3 separate regions of the Mus musculus genome follow, and regions 1 and 3 are each linked to region 2. A link is a contact called in public Hi-C and promoter capture Hi-C data. All regions are on one chromosome and are shown on one strand. Each heading gives the region's core, a stretch centred on a gene start, on an enhancer-like site or on the middle of the called end of the contact. The rest is flanking DNA. Distances are from core to core; before and after follow the strand shown. Region 1 holds the start of Smim1 (small integral membrane protein 1). Region 2 holds the start of Arhgef16 (Rho guanine nucleotide exchange factor (GEF) 16). Region 3 holds the start of A430005L14Rik (RIKEN cDNA A430005L14 gene).

What was found. Promoter capture Hi-C pulls out the DNA fragments that hold promoters and counts their contacts. A called contact is a pair of places that touch in the nucleus more often than the background predicts.
Region 1: a contact with region 2 is called in a Hi-C map of cortical neurons, with 2.6 times the contacts expected there. The contact joins the promoter of Smim1 here to the promoter of Arhgef16 in region 2. A contact is called at or near these places in 1 of 39 promoter capture datasets (neural stem cells), 1 of 15 datasets of contacts at CTCF or cohesin (embryonic stem cells), 4 of 484 Hi-C or Micro-C datasets (cortical neurons and embryonic stem cells), 7 of 115 datasets of contacts at active chromatin or transcription factors (embryonic stem cells, forebrain, neural tube and 2 more) and 3 of 9 other capture datasets (adipose tissue, embryonic stem cells and pancreatic islet).
Region 3: a contact with region 2 is called in a promoter capture Hi-C map of embryonic stem cells. The contact joins the promoter of A430005L14Rik here to the promoter of Arhgef16 in region 2. A contact is called at or near these places in 2 of 39 promoter capture datasets (embryonic stem cells and trophoblast stem cells) and 1 of 484 Hi-C or Micro-C datasets (embryonic stem cells).

Annotation. Positions count from the first base shown.
Region 1 is chr4:154,023,845-154,028,281 of GRCm38.p6, forward strand. Smim1 (small integral membrane protein 1) reads right to left here and starts at 2,200. Exons shown (of 4, transcript NM_001163721.1): 1 at 2,065-2,200; 2 at 1,660-1,777; 3 at 1-47. It overlaps Ccdc27 (coiled-coil domain containing 27), which reads right to left. Exons shown (of 12, transcript NM_001033455.2): 11 at 4,176-4,280; 12 at 2,800-3,012. The coding sequence ends at 2,890.
Region 2 is chr4:154,297,063-154,301,434 of GRCm38.p6, forward strand. It overlaps Arhgef16 (Rho guanine nucleotide exchange factor (GEF) 16), which reads right to left and starts at 2,833. Exons shown (of 15, transcript NM_001112744.1): 1 at 2,763-2,833. It overlaps Gm52687 (predicted gene, 52687), which reads left to right and starts at 2,582. Exons shown (of 3, transcript NR_168682.1): 1 at 2,582-2,663; 2 at 3,128-3,413; 3 at 3,905-4,193.
Region 3 is chr4:153,953,835-153,958,773 of GRCm38.p6, forward strand. A430005L14Rik (RIKEN cDNA A430005L14 gene) reads left to right here and starts at 3,403. Exons shown (of 4, transcript NM_175287.4): 1 at 3,403-3,488. The coding sequence starts at 3,474.

The DNA.
Region 1 (4,437 bases), core at 950-3,449, 270 kb before region 2:
AGGTATCAGGCCAGACTCACAGAAGCTGCTGGTTGGGGAGGGTCTGCCTGGAAGGAGGGGAAGGGATTTGCCAATGATAACCAGAAACTAGCTCAGGGTCACATCAGAAGAACCTGATAAGGAATTCCAGCCCAGGGAGGCAGGGTGGTGGCCAGCCCTGACCCTCGGGAATGTAAGTAAGCCTCTGCATTTACAACTGGGGCCTCTGAGGGGCTCTCCTACCTCCTATTTATCAGGGGAGACAGCCAGTGCAGCCTTCAGAGACCAGGAAAGTGTAGCTGCCAACAACCTGATAACCGTCTTCCTCCCCAGCCCTACAGATAAGGCCTGGAGCTGCTCTCCAGAGAGGCTGGCAAGGGGAGGGATGAGCAGTGGCTGGTGTCTGGTACGGCCAGCCCAGCCAGCCAGGGAGGAGGCCCCGCAGCAGCTGTCCTCAGCCCCTCCTCCACCTGCTGCTTCTGAGAGGAGTCAGGCAGGGCTTCTGTGGGTGCGGGGGCTCCAGAGGGCTGTAGATGGGCAGGAAATAAAGACACACGAGTGCCCAGAACAGAAAGGTTCCTAGCACCAAACCATCCCTGACTCCCCCAGGGCCAGCCACCCCAGGAAAAGGACAGACACAGTGACATCACTGCCATGCATGGTTGCTCCGACCTACTGCCAACAGGCTTATAGTGGACACTAGCATGTCATTTACCCTCTGACCTCTCCTGTTACCTCGTGTTTACCTAAAGGGAGCAGGGCACATACTAGAAGTACAGGCCGTGAGATACGGATAAAGTTAGGTACTGGGTACCCAATGTTCCCTTGTGGCACCCAGCTCCAGGACCCGGACCCTGTCTCCCAGCAGCGGGGGCACTGGGGATACAGCCCGTCCTACATAACCCTGTGTACCTGAAGGTACAGCAGGCCACTGGGCTGCAGGAAATGGGCTGAGGTTCTGGGCTCCAGAACCTCAGGACGCTCGGCTGAATGGGAAGAGGAAGGGCACCATCTTAACAGCCGCGCGTGTCTTCTGGTGGAGCCTCTGACTGACAGCCTGAGGTGACAGAGTGTTGCTGGAGTGTGGGCGGGCTGTTGTTTCAGAAAGAATCTGCCAGCTGCTTGCACAGGGCTGTCCCTTCCTCCTGTGGCAGCCACATTAGGCTGAGACAGGTTAAAGATCCCAATCCCCCCTTTACCGTGTCACCAGTTGTGGGCAAAGTGCTCTCTACAGTGGAATGTGGGGAGAGGGGACTTTTGCTTTCCCCAAATTAAGAGTAGCCACCTCTTTCCTGCCTGTGTGATGGCTGGAGCTGCTACACCCACATATGCAGTCTAGATATCCATGCAACACTCGCCTCAATAGGGCTATCTAAATCTACAGCAAAACCTGCCCACTTGTAGACTTTGGGGTGTGAAGAGAGTCTCCCCAGTTTGTTCAAGCCTGAGGTGGTAGGATCCTGTTATTTGCAGACTATCTTTGGCTGGACAGGCCGCCAGATAGCAGTGAGCTCTTTGGGCCAGGCTAGTCTAGGCTTCCTTCGTGGTAATCTGTCATAGACGCAGTCGGAAGGGCCTACAAGGCCCTTTCAAACACAGAGTGTCCCCTGGAGGGAATCCAACATGCAGCTGCTCATTAAACCGGTTTGCCCACGGAGCACCTCTGAGACCCCAACTTACAAAGGCGCGTCGGAAGCCTCCGGTGCTCAGGAAGGCTGTCAGGGTCTGTTCAATGGATCCCACCTTTCCCCAGCAGGGCAAACCAATTATGCTGAGAGGTAAGGTTGGTGCTTCGAGCCTTAAATAAAGAAAACAGTGGCGAGGAGAGGAGCAGTCAGCTAGAGGAAAGGAAGAAACTGGCCCCAAGGGTGATCCCTCCACCCCACCCCCACCCCAGGAGCTGAGCCGGCAGTTCCAGGCCTGACAGCCTTGGGTGGTTAGGCCTCCCTAACCCTTCCCAGTCCGGAATTCTCCGGCCAGGGAAGCTCTGGCCCCGGAGGACAGGGAATGGTGGGGCGTGCTGCCAGGCCCACCTCCTTGGGCTGTGCGGGAGGGAAGCCGCGGTCTCTACCGAGTGCGACTCACCTGTGCCTCTTGCAAGGGCCGCCCGCACGCCAGGGAGGCTTCTCCAGCCCCCTGGGGTGACGGGGGCGGGGCCGAGGCCGGGGAGAGGGCAGGGTCTGAAGGGCGGGGCCAAGGGAGAGAGGCCAGCCTGGGAAGCCTGCAGTCACAGTCGCCAAGGAAGTCTAGTCTAGATGAGGAGGGGCGGACCCCCCTCGGACTTTTCCCAGCCTGCTGCAGAACCGTACAAGCCATCCCAGACGCCTGCAGAGGGCGCCAGGTCCTTCCCAGCCTCGCAGAGTCGGACTGGAGCTCAGGCTCAGTTCCGTGCTCCCAGGTAGAGCCTGGGCACTCTCCAGATGGAAGACAGAGATGGCCCCTTTGAACTGGTGGCACCCAGTGCAGGGGAGCTGCAGTAGCAGAAGAGCGGGTGCGCAAGATGTGGATGAAGAGCCAGCAGGTGAGTGAGCGCTCTACTGAGCAGAACACGTGGTACAGACTTCATGACCCACAGACCGCAGGAGCCCAAGGATTGGGAAGATGTCCTCTGTAGCTCTACTGCCTCCTGCCTCCCACCCTTTCTCCATCTTCCAAAGGGGCCCCGGTAGCAAGAGCATGCCCCAGCAGAAGTTTGGATCAGAAGGAGCATGGGGGCACCCAGCCTCTGACCCAGAGGAGGGTGCAGTGGGAGGGGACATGACCTGGGTGGTTCAGGTGCAGAGAATGAGGTCCTGTAGGTACCAGAGAGATGAGACGGTGGCCAACTCTAAGGTTTAATTATCTATCACAGAACTAGCCACATAGACTGGCTTTGCCAGCAGGGTCCTGGTCTCAGCTGGGCATGCTGTATCACTTGGATGCCATCTTCTTGATCTTGCTAGGCAGGGAGACATCTGACTGCTGTAGTGGGGGCACCTTCACGCCCTTTTGCTTCAGCTGACTGTAGAAGTCACTCCTCTCCGAGATGATCCTCTGAACAAGAAACATAGTCAGTGGGTGCTTTCTCAGCTCTGCAAGGAGGTCTCCCACCCCCACCCCAGGACTTGCTGCAGCAGGCAAGAGCAAACCCATATCAAAACAAAGGCAGAGATCTCTGCCTCTGAAGTGTGTGTCCCTGCCGGAGCTGTGATGCCACAGGAGGCAGGGTGGAAAGTGACAATGTGCTTGTCCCAGGAGTAGGCTTGTGTCTAACCTTCACTATAAACCCACCCCTTTGGTCAACACGGCACTGAAGGGAATATGCCTTAGATGCCTACAGACCAGAAAGCTGTCTGATCTCGTGCAGAAGGGCCATCTGGTCCCTCCCCAGCTCTGTCCTCACTCCTAGCAGAAAGAGTTATGGGACCTCAGGCATCTACTCTGCCCTGTCCCACTTCCCTCCCCACCAGCAGACACAGGCCATAGTCCTGTCCCCAGGGTCCTACTCCTCAGAGGTAGCAGTGACTCAGGCTCACTCCCCATGAGCTACAGGGAAATGCCAGAATGTTGGGCTCACAGGGCAATATAACAGAAGGCCTAGACCTTGGGAACAGATTGGCTGCTAGTGAGATGCGACCCTATGTCACATGTGGCCGCAACCAGAGCAGCCTGGTACCTCAGTGATCCCCAGGACTCTGGTGCCCAATACCTTCAGAGTAGGCATGCCTATCCCTTTAAAAAAAAAAACCCTACAGTGTAGAGAAATGCACAGCCCTAGGATTAGCCCCAAGGGCTGGTGGACAGTGCTGCAGCCCCAGACCTGTCTAAAGTTTCTGCCTTGGGGGTCCATAGGAGTTGGCAAGGCTGAGGCCAAGAGGGAGGAGTCTGTGCCAGGACTCTGGCCCAGCAGCTTCTATAGAGAAGGCTCCACCAAGGAAGCTGAGCTGGCCAGACAACTTCCAGAATACAGGCAGCCAGTCCCTCTCCCTGTGCAGGGATGAGGGTTAGGGTAGCTGAGTGCCCCTCCTCCATGAGGCTGTATCTCAGGTTCTACAACTCCATGCTACAGCTATCCCCAGGGATAGCCTGGTCTCAAGGACTGTCCTGGGGTTACAGTGCATGGAAGGCATAGGCAGAATGAGAGCTGGGTTTCCATGAGTCCAAGCCTCTCCTCTTCCCTCAGCCTCAGGTGGCGAACACAGCTTGACTCCCCTCACCTGCAGGGATTCCAGGATGTAGCTATCAGAGAGTTCCATGGACAAGTTCTTGTTCCCACTGACACTGAAGACAGCCTGGATGATCTTATTCCTTAGCTTCTCATACTGTGAACAAAGGTGAAAGGCACCCCGCTGCTACCGAGAACGATGCCTGGCCCTGCTACAGTAAGCCTGCAGGCCAGGAAAGTATTTCTTGCTTCTGCGTGTCATGGCTGGAAGTGGTACTTGCCCAAGAGTTAGAATATTCTGGATCGAAGCCCAG
Region 2 (4,372 bases), core at 1,583-4,082:
CTTTCAGGCAGATCGCTTCCCACAAATCTTGTGGGGTACCTATGCTGCCTTCTAGTCCCCCTAAGCCTGATTTCTTCCTAGCCTGAGCCTGTTGCAGCTGGTTACAGCTGGTCATAGGAACCCAAACCACTGTGAATCTGAGATTTTTAAGCCCTGCTGGAGGCCCTCCATCATCAGCTCTGTGCCTGGGCCATCTCTGCCTGGCAGGATCTGCCTCAGCCAACCCACATTGGTGGCCTTGTGCCTGGGTGACCCTGCCTGGCTGAGCAGGAGACTTGGAGTCCAAATTTGTTTGTAACGCATACCAGCTAGCTCCATTTGTTAGGTGTGTGTTGCCTGGCGGGGGAGAGCAGTTTTGCCCACCTGGAGACAACTTAGTAACAGCTGAAGACATCGTTGATCACACCCACCTGCATTCTGAGGCCAGAGGCCAGGACGCCAGGAGCCGCAGGGCACAAAGCAGCCTGTAACAGCCAATTGGAACAAAAGCTTCCAGAGCTGAGGTGGGGAAAACTGGATCATAGCTAGCCGTTCTTCACCTACCTAGTGCATCCAGTCTTGGCCCAAGACACCCACCTATCACTCCTGCAAGTTCCATAAACCCAACCATCCCAAGCAGGGAAGGCTTCTAAGTTGGGGGGCAGCCAGAGTCCTGACCTGACGGGAGCCTAGGGCCAGGCCTCCACAGTCCAGTTTACCAGCTGAAAAAAACTGGTCCACAGAAGACACCCTCTAGCCGGCTCTGACTTCAGCCCCTCCCCTAACTTCTTCTCTGGCAGGCAGTGAGAAGCCCAGGGAAAGCGACCTGCCTGGGTCAAGCCCTAGCTGGTGAGAGCACAGGGGGAGGAGTCAAGCTCTGAGGCCCTATCTTGACCTAGATGGTTGTCCTCAAACCAGGAACTGGATGCGATGACAGGATTCTGGACTCAGGATGCTACGGAGGGGCAGTCACCTGAGCAGGATGTCACAGAGAATGAGTGAGTTAAGGCAATGGCAGGATGGATCTGGAAACCAAAACCAAAACCAAACATCCAGACCAGGTGGTCAAATAGAAAGGCCGCCAACATCTTCCGCGGAGCGCACCGGCCTGTCTGTCTGCAGAGACAAGCTATGGGAACTTCATGCTGCTGCCTCACCTCTGTGGACTCAGCTTCCTTGCGCGAGGGTGAAGAAGGCGCGCCCTGTGGGAGGTGTCTCGCTGGAGACAACTTCCCGGAATAACTTTTTTTTTTTTTTTTTTTTTTGAGACAGGGTTTCTCTGTATACTCCTGGCTGATCCTGGAACTCACTCTGTAGACCAGGCTGGCCTCGAACTCAGAAATCCACCTGCCTCTGCCTCCCGAGTGCTGGGATTAAAGGCATGCGCCACCACGCCCGGCTCCAGAATAACTCTTAACACTAACAAGTTTCTTGCTACTGGGCTGGAGAGATGGCTCAACAGAAAAGAGCTCCAACTGCTCTTGCAGACGCCCTGGGTTCAAGTCCCAGCACCCACATGCTAGCTCATAACTATCTGTAACTCCTCATAACCCCTGGGGAATCCAATGACCTCTTAAGACTTCCATGGGCACCAGGCATGACATGCCTGTGGCGCACATACATACATACATACACACAGGCACAACACTTAAATACATACAATAAATATATCTTAAAAAACAAACCAACTAACCAGAGATTTCTAGCTTTAGGTGTTTGGAGAAGGGTGGCAGGGAGCCTCTACCTAGCTCTCGACACCCTGTTCTCTGGCTGAGTCTTTACTTTTTCAAAGCCCTGAGACCCTTCCCTCTCTCAGGCCGTGCTGTGAGCGCATGGTCCGAGGCTTCTCTCTGGACCATGGGCAGAAAGAAGGGTCTGTCCCCAGAAGGGAACACAGCAGAGGTGCATTCAATCAATGAACTCTGATGGATAAACAGAGGCCCAGAGGCTCAAGGCCCGGAGGCTGGAGCAGCTTGCCTGAATCCACAAACAGCAACTTTCAAGCTTGGTGCCCACACACCTGGGTAGGGAGCCATTGCTATCAGGGCATACTGGCATGCAGTCACGAATGGCTCCACACAGTACCTGGGACCCTGCAGCTGGTCACTCAAGTGACAAACACACCCAAGCATCTACTTAGGAGCTACCAAATCCTGTCTGGGCTCCAGGCATGATGTGGAGGCCGCTAAAATCTCATCTTGGTGGCTACCAACTCAGATCTCGGCCCCTGGGACCAGGCCCATGCCCAAATTCATCTTTCTCGCTCAACCTCAAAATAGATCTCTGCTCCTTATTTACAGATATGGGAACCAAGGTAGTGGGTTGGGGACAGGTGCTCACCACCGTCCAGTCTATAAGTGCCGCCCTCTGCTTTCTGGGACAGCCCTCTCCCTCTGGAAGGCACTGCGGAGCCTGGCTAGAGGACTAGACACCAAAGCCACCAAGGTGGGATAAGGGCACGAGGGGGTCAGGCCACTCAGCCTATCTAAACAGATCGTCTTTCTAGCTCCCGGAAGAGTCACTTCCACGCCCCCCCCTCCCGGGACTTCCCAGGAGTCTCTGCGTTCAAGTGTCTAACCAGGTCCACTGCAAAGTGTCCCTTGGACTGTGGCTCAGGGCAGCTAGGCTCCAGATCCCCGGCTTTCAGCCCAAGAGAGAGGGCGGGGCGCGATGAAGTCGCCGAGGTACAGGAGGGGCGGGAGCGGAGAGGGGAATGGAGCAGAGGTGCTCCGGGCGCCCCAGGTGGTCTTCCCCTTGGCTGACTCTCCAGTCCCCAGACTCACCTGTGCGCGCAACCGAGGGTCGGCCGGGAGGGTGTAGCCTGCAGTGCCGCTGGGTCCCCGCGTCCCGGGGCCGGCCGGTCCCGCCCTCTCTACTTCCTGCGCGGTGGGCGGTCGGGCGAGCGGTCGGGCGGAGCCGGGGCCAGGTGGGCTCCGCCAGCGGCTGCGCGGCCGGAGGGCGGGACGCGCCCTGGGCACCTGCTGCACCACCACCGCCTCACCTGGCCGCGCCGGCTGCGTCACCGCTCTACCTGGGTCCGCCTGCGTTCACGTGACCCGTCTGGTGGTTCGGGCGGGAGTCCGCCCTCGGGTACTGTCTACCCTCCCTCCCGCTCCTACGCCCGCTTCCTTCTGTGCCTCACTCCCAGGTCCGCCGCCTCCTCCAGGAAGCCTTCGGAGAAATCCCGGGCCTGCGGGAACCTGTTTGTTGAAAGAAAGCCCCGCCCTCTGCATTCTTTGCAGCTGGCTGCTTCATGGCAGCCCTGGCCAGGATCTCCCAGAACACCTTTCATGGTTTAACCTATCCACCACAACCTCATTTTACTGAGAACTCTGAAGGCTGGAAATTCTGCTAGCCACACAGATCTGGCCGCGAGTCTCCAGATCTCAGGAAAACAGCTACCAAGTCTATGTAGTGTCCTCAAGAATGAGGAGGTAATAACGACCCCCATGTTTAGGGGGTCAGGCTCCTCATGTGGAAAAGGATGGGGTCTGCACCATTGCCCTCCGAAGTGCTAATCAAACCTGAGATCCCAAGGGTGGCTCTGATCAAGGTGAGAAGAGGAGGGTAGGCAAGAGGCATAGTGAGTGTAAGAGCCAAGAAACGAGGGAACACGTCCAGGAGGGTAGCCTGAGGCGGAGGCACAGAGAACACAGAGCAGGGTGGATTGGAGGCGGAGGCTGGAAGTGCCCAGTTCCCATTGGAGAGTGGGGTCCTCTTAAAGGCAGGGGGGTCAGGACTGGGCTGACACGGCCCTGACCATCCTGACTCTGCCAGGTATGTTTAGTCCAGACTCACCTTCCCCAGGCTGTCCCAGGTTCCTGGGAGCTGGGGTTACAGGCAGACACCATTACAGCTATTTTTTTCTTTTTCTTTTTTTTTTTGATGATGCAACATTGTATTCAGATGGTTTGTTATCCCCAAGACCCCTCAGGGCATGGCCATCAGAGCAGAACCTCAACCACTCTGGGACAAGAAGAGAGACCGTATCTGTTAAAACAGCCACCTCTCGGGCTGATGAAATGGCTCAGCAGTTAAGAGCGCCGACTGTTCTTCCAAAGGTCCTGAGTTCAAATCCCAGCAACCACATGGTGGCTCACAACCAACCGTAACAAAATCTGATGCTCTCTTCTGGAGTGTCTGAAGACAGCTACAGTGTACTTACATATAATAAATAAATAAGTAAATATTAAAATAAAAACAGCTGCCTCTCACTGTGGCTTGCTCTGCCTGGCTCACTAGGCTGTGCGTGACAGGGACATGACCTGGGTGTAACCCGAGGTCCTGAGACACAGCCAGTACTAGTCCCCATCCTGACCCACCTCTGTCATCTGTTTTTCAGGAAAGAGCTGTGACCTCACACCACGGCCCTCACACACGGTTCATGCAGTGT
Region 3 (4,939 bases), core at 2,153-4,652, 340 kb before region 2:
GAATTGATATGTATTAAAAAAGACATTTTAGATATAGATTTTAAGTTCAAAAGTGGAGAGAAAGAACCAGGATTAGAGAGAGAATCGGGCAAACTTCTCTGAGAGTCTCATTATCTTTTAATAATTATATACAGGCCTGGCATGATAGGGTTTGTAGCTATTGTCTTTAAGGAGTTCCTAGGGAACTGAAGTAAGATTAGAGGTGGTTCCCGAGGGGCCTCTGATGAGACTTATTAATACGGTAAAACTCTAGGTCAGAGATAAGCAGAGTAGTAGACTGTCTTTACTGTAAACAAATTAAATTGACTTCATAGACTCTACCAAATCAAAAACAAACAAACAAACAAACAAACAAGCCAGGCAGTGGTGGTACACGCCTTTAATCCCAGCACTTGGGAGGCAGAGGCAGGCAGATTTCTGAGTTCAAGACCAGCCTGGTCTACAGAGTGAGTTCCAGGACAACCAGGGCTACACAGAGAAACCCTGTCTCGAAAAACAAACAAACAGCAAACATACAAAAACAGGAAAAGGAATAAAACCCTTCCTAAGGTCATGCAAACCCAGGCCTTCAGCTTGATTTATTGATAATTTAACACAAGGTATCATATACGAAGGGAACATTAAATCTGTGTGTCTTAGTTAGGGTTTTACTGCTGTGAAAACACACCATGACCAAGGTAACTCTTATAAGGACAACATTTAATTGGGGCTGGCTTACAGGTCAGAGGTTCAGTCCATTATCATCCAGGGAGGAGCATGGCAGTGTCCAGGCAGGCAGGGTGCAGGAGGAGCTAAGAGTTCCACCTCTTGTTCCTAAAGCAGCTATCAGTATGCTGTCTTCCAGGCAGCTAAGATGAAGGTCTCAAAGCCCACTCTCACAGTGACACACCTACTCCAACAGGACCACACCTCCTAATAGTGCCACTCTCTGGGCTGAGCATATACAAACCATTACACTGTCACCAGCTATCACAGGAAATGTGTGCAGTACTGGGTTCCCTTTCTCGCTGTCAAGAGGCTTCAGACTCCAAGGGGCTCCTCTTCCTTCTAATGTCCCCGTACTCCCCTCTGCCTTTGCATCCTGCCTTAAGAAGACATGGCAGGCAGCAAGGGAGAGTCCCTCGTAGAGTCAGCAAGGCCCCACCCAGGGCCTACTGTGGGTGCCTGACAGGACCTCAAAGGCCTCATCCTTAATATTGGTCTTGATTCTGGAAGCAATGAGGGAATCAGAAGAGCTCCAGCCAGCTCCTGGGCAGAGATCCATCCTGGCATACATCTTCAGTGACCAGGCCAGAGGGAAGGTGGTCCAGATGAGCTCTCCAGTCCAGAGTGCTGGCTAGATGTGCCTGATAGGAGTACAAAGTCAGGATCACCCAGGGAAGCAACTGAGGAACATCATTCTCATCCTATCTGCGAGCGAGGAAACAAGACAGTATAGCCATGTTCAGTGGGAGAACTTGTTCCTACTCGTTTCTATTGCAGAGAACATGGATTCGGTTCCCAGCACCCACATGTGGCTAGCACACATCCATAACTCCAATCCCAGGGAACCCAGAGCCATCTTATGACCTCCAAGAACTTCAGGCACAAACGTGGTGCAAACACAGATGCAGGCAAAACACACTTAACAGTAAAGTAAAATAAGGTAAATTTTAAATAGAATCAAAGCAAACCAAGGCCATGAGGCTTTGGGGGTGTTAGCCGTGAAGCAGTACGTCTCCTGACAGACACCAACCCCAAAACCCGATAGAAGCAGGAACTGGCTGCTCCTGAGCACACTGAACAACAGAGAGAAATCACTGTCCTTGCTTAGAATTAACCACAGTGACGACCTGGCAGGTTCCTTGTGTCACGGCGCATGCTGGTTTTTAATGGCTGGCTGCGATTATATTAATTTCCTTTCCAATGGATTTCCTGCCAGTCACACATCTGCCAGTCCCCTTCCAAGTGTCGTGAGAAGTAACGGTAAAGATGCATGAGGCTGAGGAGGAGGGAACACCAACCAGGAAGGTGAGCAGAGGGCACCAGCATGCTGAAGCGGCAAGGTGCTTGGCTCCCTGCCCAAAGCCTAATCTCCCAGCAGCCTGATCCATCCATCTGTAATACTTAGAGGGGCTTTTCTAAAGACAGAGGAGCCTGTGCAGCTCTGCAGTGCAGACGGTATCTTTACATGCTTGTCTCCTTTTTATTGCACTGAAGAGAGGAGTGGGCTTGGAGAGAGGAGCAGGCTTGGAGAGAGAGAGGAGTGGGCTTGGAGAGAGCTGGTCAGGCAGAGCAGAGGACAAGGACTTCCAGGATGTAAGGGAAACCAAACCCTAGAGCAGTTTACTCTCTGGTCTCACCCTTAAGATGTCAAAACAGTGATGTCTGTCTGGTTCATTTTGTGAGTTCTGCGACCAGGGTTACCTGTCCAGGCTGTCCAGCAGGACCAGAGGCTGAGGCCAAAGGTTTCATGTGTATTTGAAGCTAATTATAATATTTATCATCATTATTATTGATGTGTTTATAAAAAGATAAAGACAGAAAGAATATGTCCTATAGGGGTGTGGTGAGGTTTAGAGGAAGGGAATGTCTCAGCGGGCCCATGCTGAGGCATCCCTTCCTCCTGAGGGAGCAGCCACACGATGGTATAGTATAGAATAGAGTTTATTCAAGGTAGACAGGAGTTAAGAGGGTAATTGAGGCAGAGAAAGGCAGAGAGAGGGAGAGAGTAGAGAAGTAGAGGCCAGCCATGGCTATGAGCACTTGGAGAGAGTGGAAAGGGAAGGGAATGGGGAAGGGGAGAGCAAGAGCAAGGAAGAGAAGCAAGAGGGAAGCAAGACTAAGAGAGGGAGGAGGGGACAAGCAGCCCCTATAAAAGTGGGTCAGGCCAGTTAACTGTGGGGAGGAGCATATTGTGGGTGGAGTTTAGACAGAATGCTAACAATTTGTTATTATATTTATTGAGATGGGGAGTAACTCGGGAGTGTCAGTAATTGTCAGAGGATACGTAGCAAGAGTCTCCTCTCTCTTCCCACCATAGAGTTCACACGTGGACTGTGAGGTGCCGGCAGATGGCAGAGCTAGGCCGGTCTAACGCCTCCCTCGGGGTGAAGGGGAACCCGAGCTGAAGGTGGCCTGAGACCCGAGAGCACAGGCCTGCAGCAAGGCAGCCGCCCTTCTCAAACATGGCGGCGACGGGGGTCCCAGGGATGTGCCCTTCCCAAACATGGCGGCCAAAACGGGCGGGCCTCCGCGCGAAGGAGACGTCCCTTTCCCAGCGTGGCGGGAACCTTGCCCAGCTTCCGGCGCTCCGCCCGCGGCTCGCCGTCCGTCGGGGAGGCGCGCGCTGCCCGCTCTGCACGCGGAGAGCACGTGACCTGGAGACGCCGGCCCCTGATTGGTGACGTGGCGATGACATCAGACGCCGCGCGCGCGCTCAGAGCCGCGCGATTGAGACTTGGCGGAGGAGCGTTAGGCCGGGGCGCTCACTCATGAGGAGCAGGAAGGTGAGGGGCCCCCGCAGGCGGGGTGCGCGCCGCCGAGCCGCACTCTCCCAGGGGAGCCGGCGGGGGGCGGGCGCCTCGAGCCCCGCCCCTGGGAGGGGAACCCGCACTCCAGGCACCTCCACCCGCCCCAGGCGCGGGGCTCCAGGCTCGCTCCCCGGGGTGAGGGCCACCGGGACCCGAGCTTTGCCCTCGGCCGTGCGGGCTACTGCCCGGGCTTCCTGGCCTCTCGCACTGCCCACAGATGGGCGTGCTGCAGCCGAGCGAGCTCAGCCAAGCCCCTGTGTCGTGTGTAACCTGGGCTGAGGGCGGGCAGTGGGACGGGAGCTAGGGTGACTGGGACCTAAACCCCGGCTGCAAAGGGTCTCTGGCCGAACGAGCATGGCAGGGACAGTGAGTCCCTTAGCCTGAAGTGTGTCTGCCCTGCACCGCTAGCCAAAGTCCAGGCTGACGTCCCTGCCTCTTGCGTTGCGCAGACGTTTGTGTGTAGCGAGGCTGACAATAACTGTTCCCCGTGTCAGTGGTCATGGTTGCTGCCCCTCCCTTGCATAAGGAGACTTTATTAAGGTTTAATAGTTCCCCGCTGTGTTTTTTACTTCTTTGCGCGCCTCGGTTCCAGTGAGACACAGAAGGGTCTAACTCTTGTGAGGTTCTCTCCCACTTTCCGTTAGCTGTCTGTTGACAGTGCAGCCTTGCAATCCTTACTTTACCCTTTGCAGCCACTTCCTCAGGCCAGCAAGGGCCCCTCGGACCCTCCCCCTTTGTTTGTTCCTGCCTGTTGCTAGCACGTGCCTCTTTTGCCTGTTCAGAGAAGTATGTTTAAGATAATTTTATGTTAGGGACTTTCCTTGGGGGTCGAGGGTGCCCTTTGTACCTGGATTACTGATTGGGTCCTTAGCTTCAGCTAGAACTCCCGGTGGTTCTAAAGCAACACCCCCTCCCCCCTCCACACACACACCCATTTGCATCTGGAAATTCCTTTATTCTCACCTTCATCTTAGAGGACAGGTTTTCTGGGTATGGATTTTCTTAGCTGGCATTTTGTTTCGTGCAGGTAGTGATCTCACCGTGGTTCACATACTGTTTCTGCAGAATAAGCAGTTGTTTTTTACTGGTACCTCCAGGATGAGAACTGCCCCGGGAGGTGGCCTGGCCATGTGTTTATTATCCTCTCCCTCCTGTGTCACAAACTTCCCAGTCACAGGTTATTGTTTTCAACGAACAGGAGGCTTTCAACCATTCTGTCTTCAAATACTTTTTTCTGCTTTTTCTACTTTCTGGTTGTCCCTTACATGTATGTGTGCTGGTGTGTGAGTTAAGGCCAGCCTAGGCTACCTAGGAAGTTCTAGGTCAGCTGGGGCAATAAGATATGTGACACAGTTGTGTGTGATGGCAACAGGCTGTGACCCCAGCACTCGGGAGGCTAAGACAGATGTATTTTATATTCAAGACCT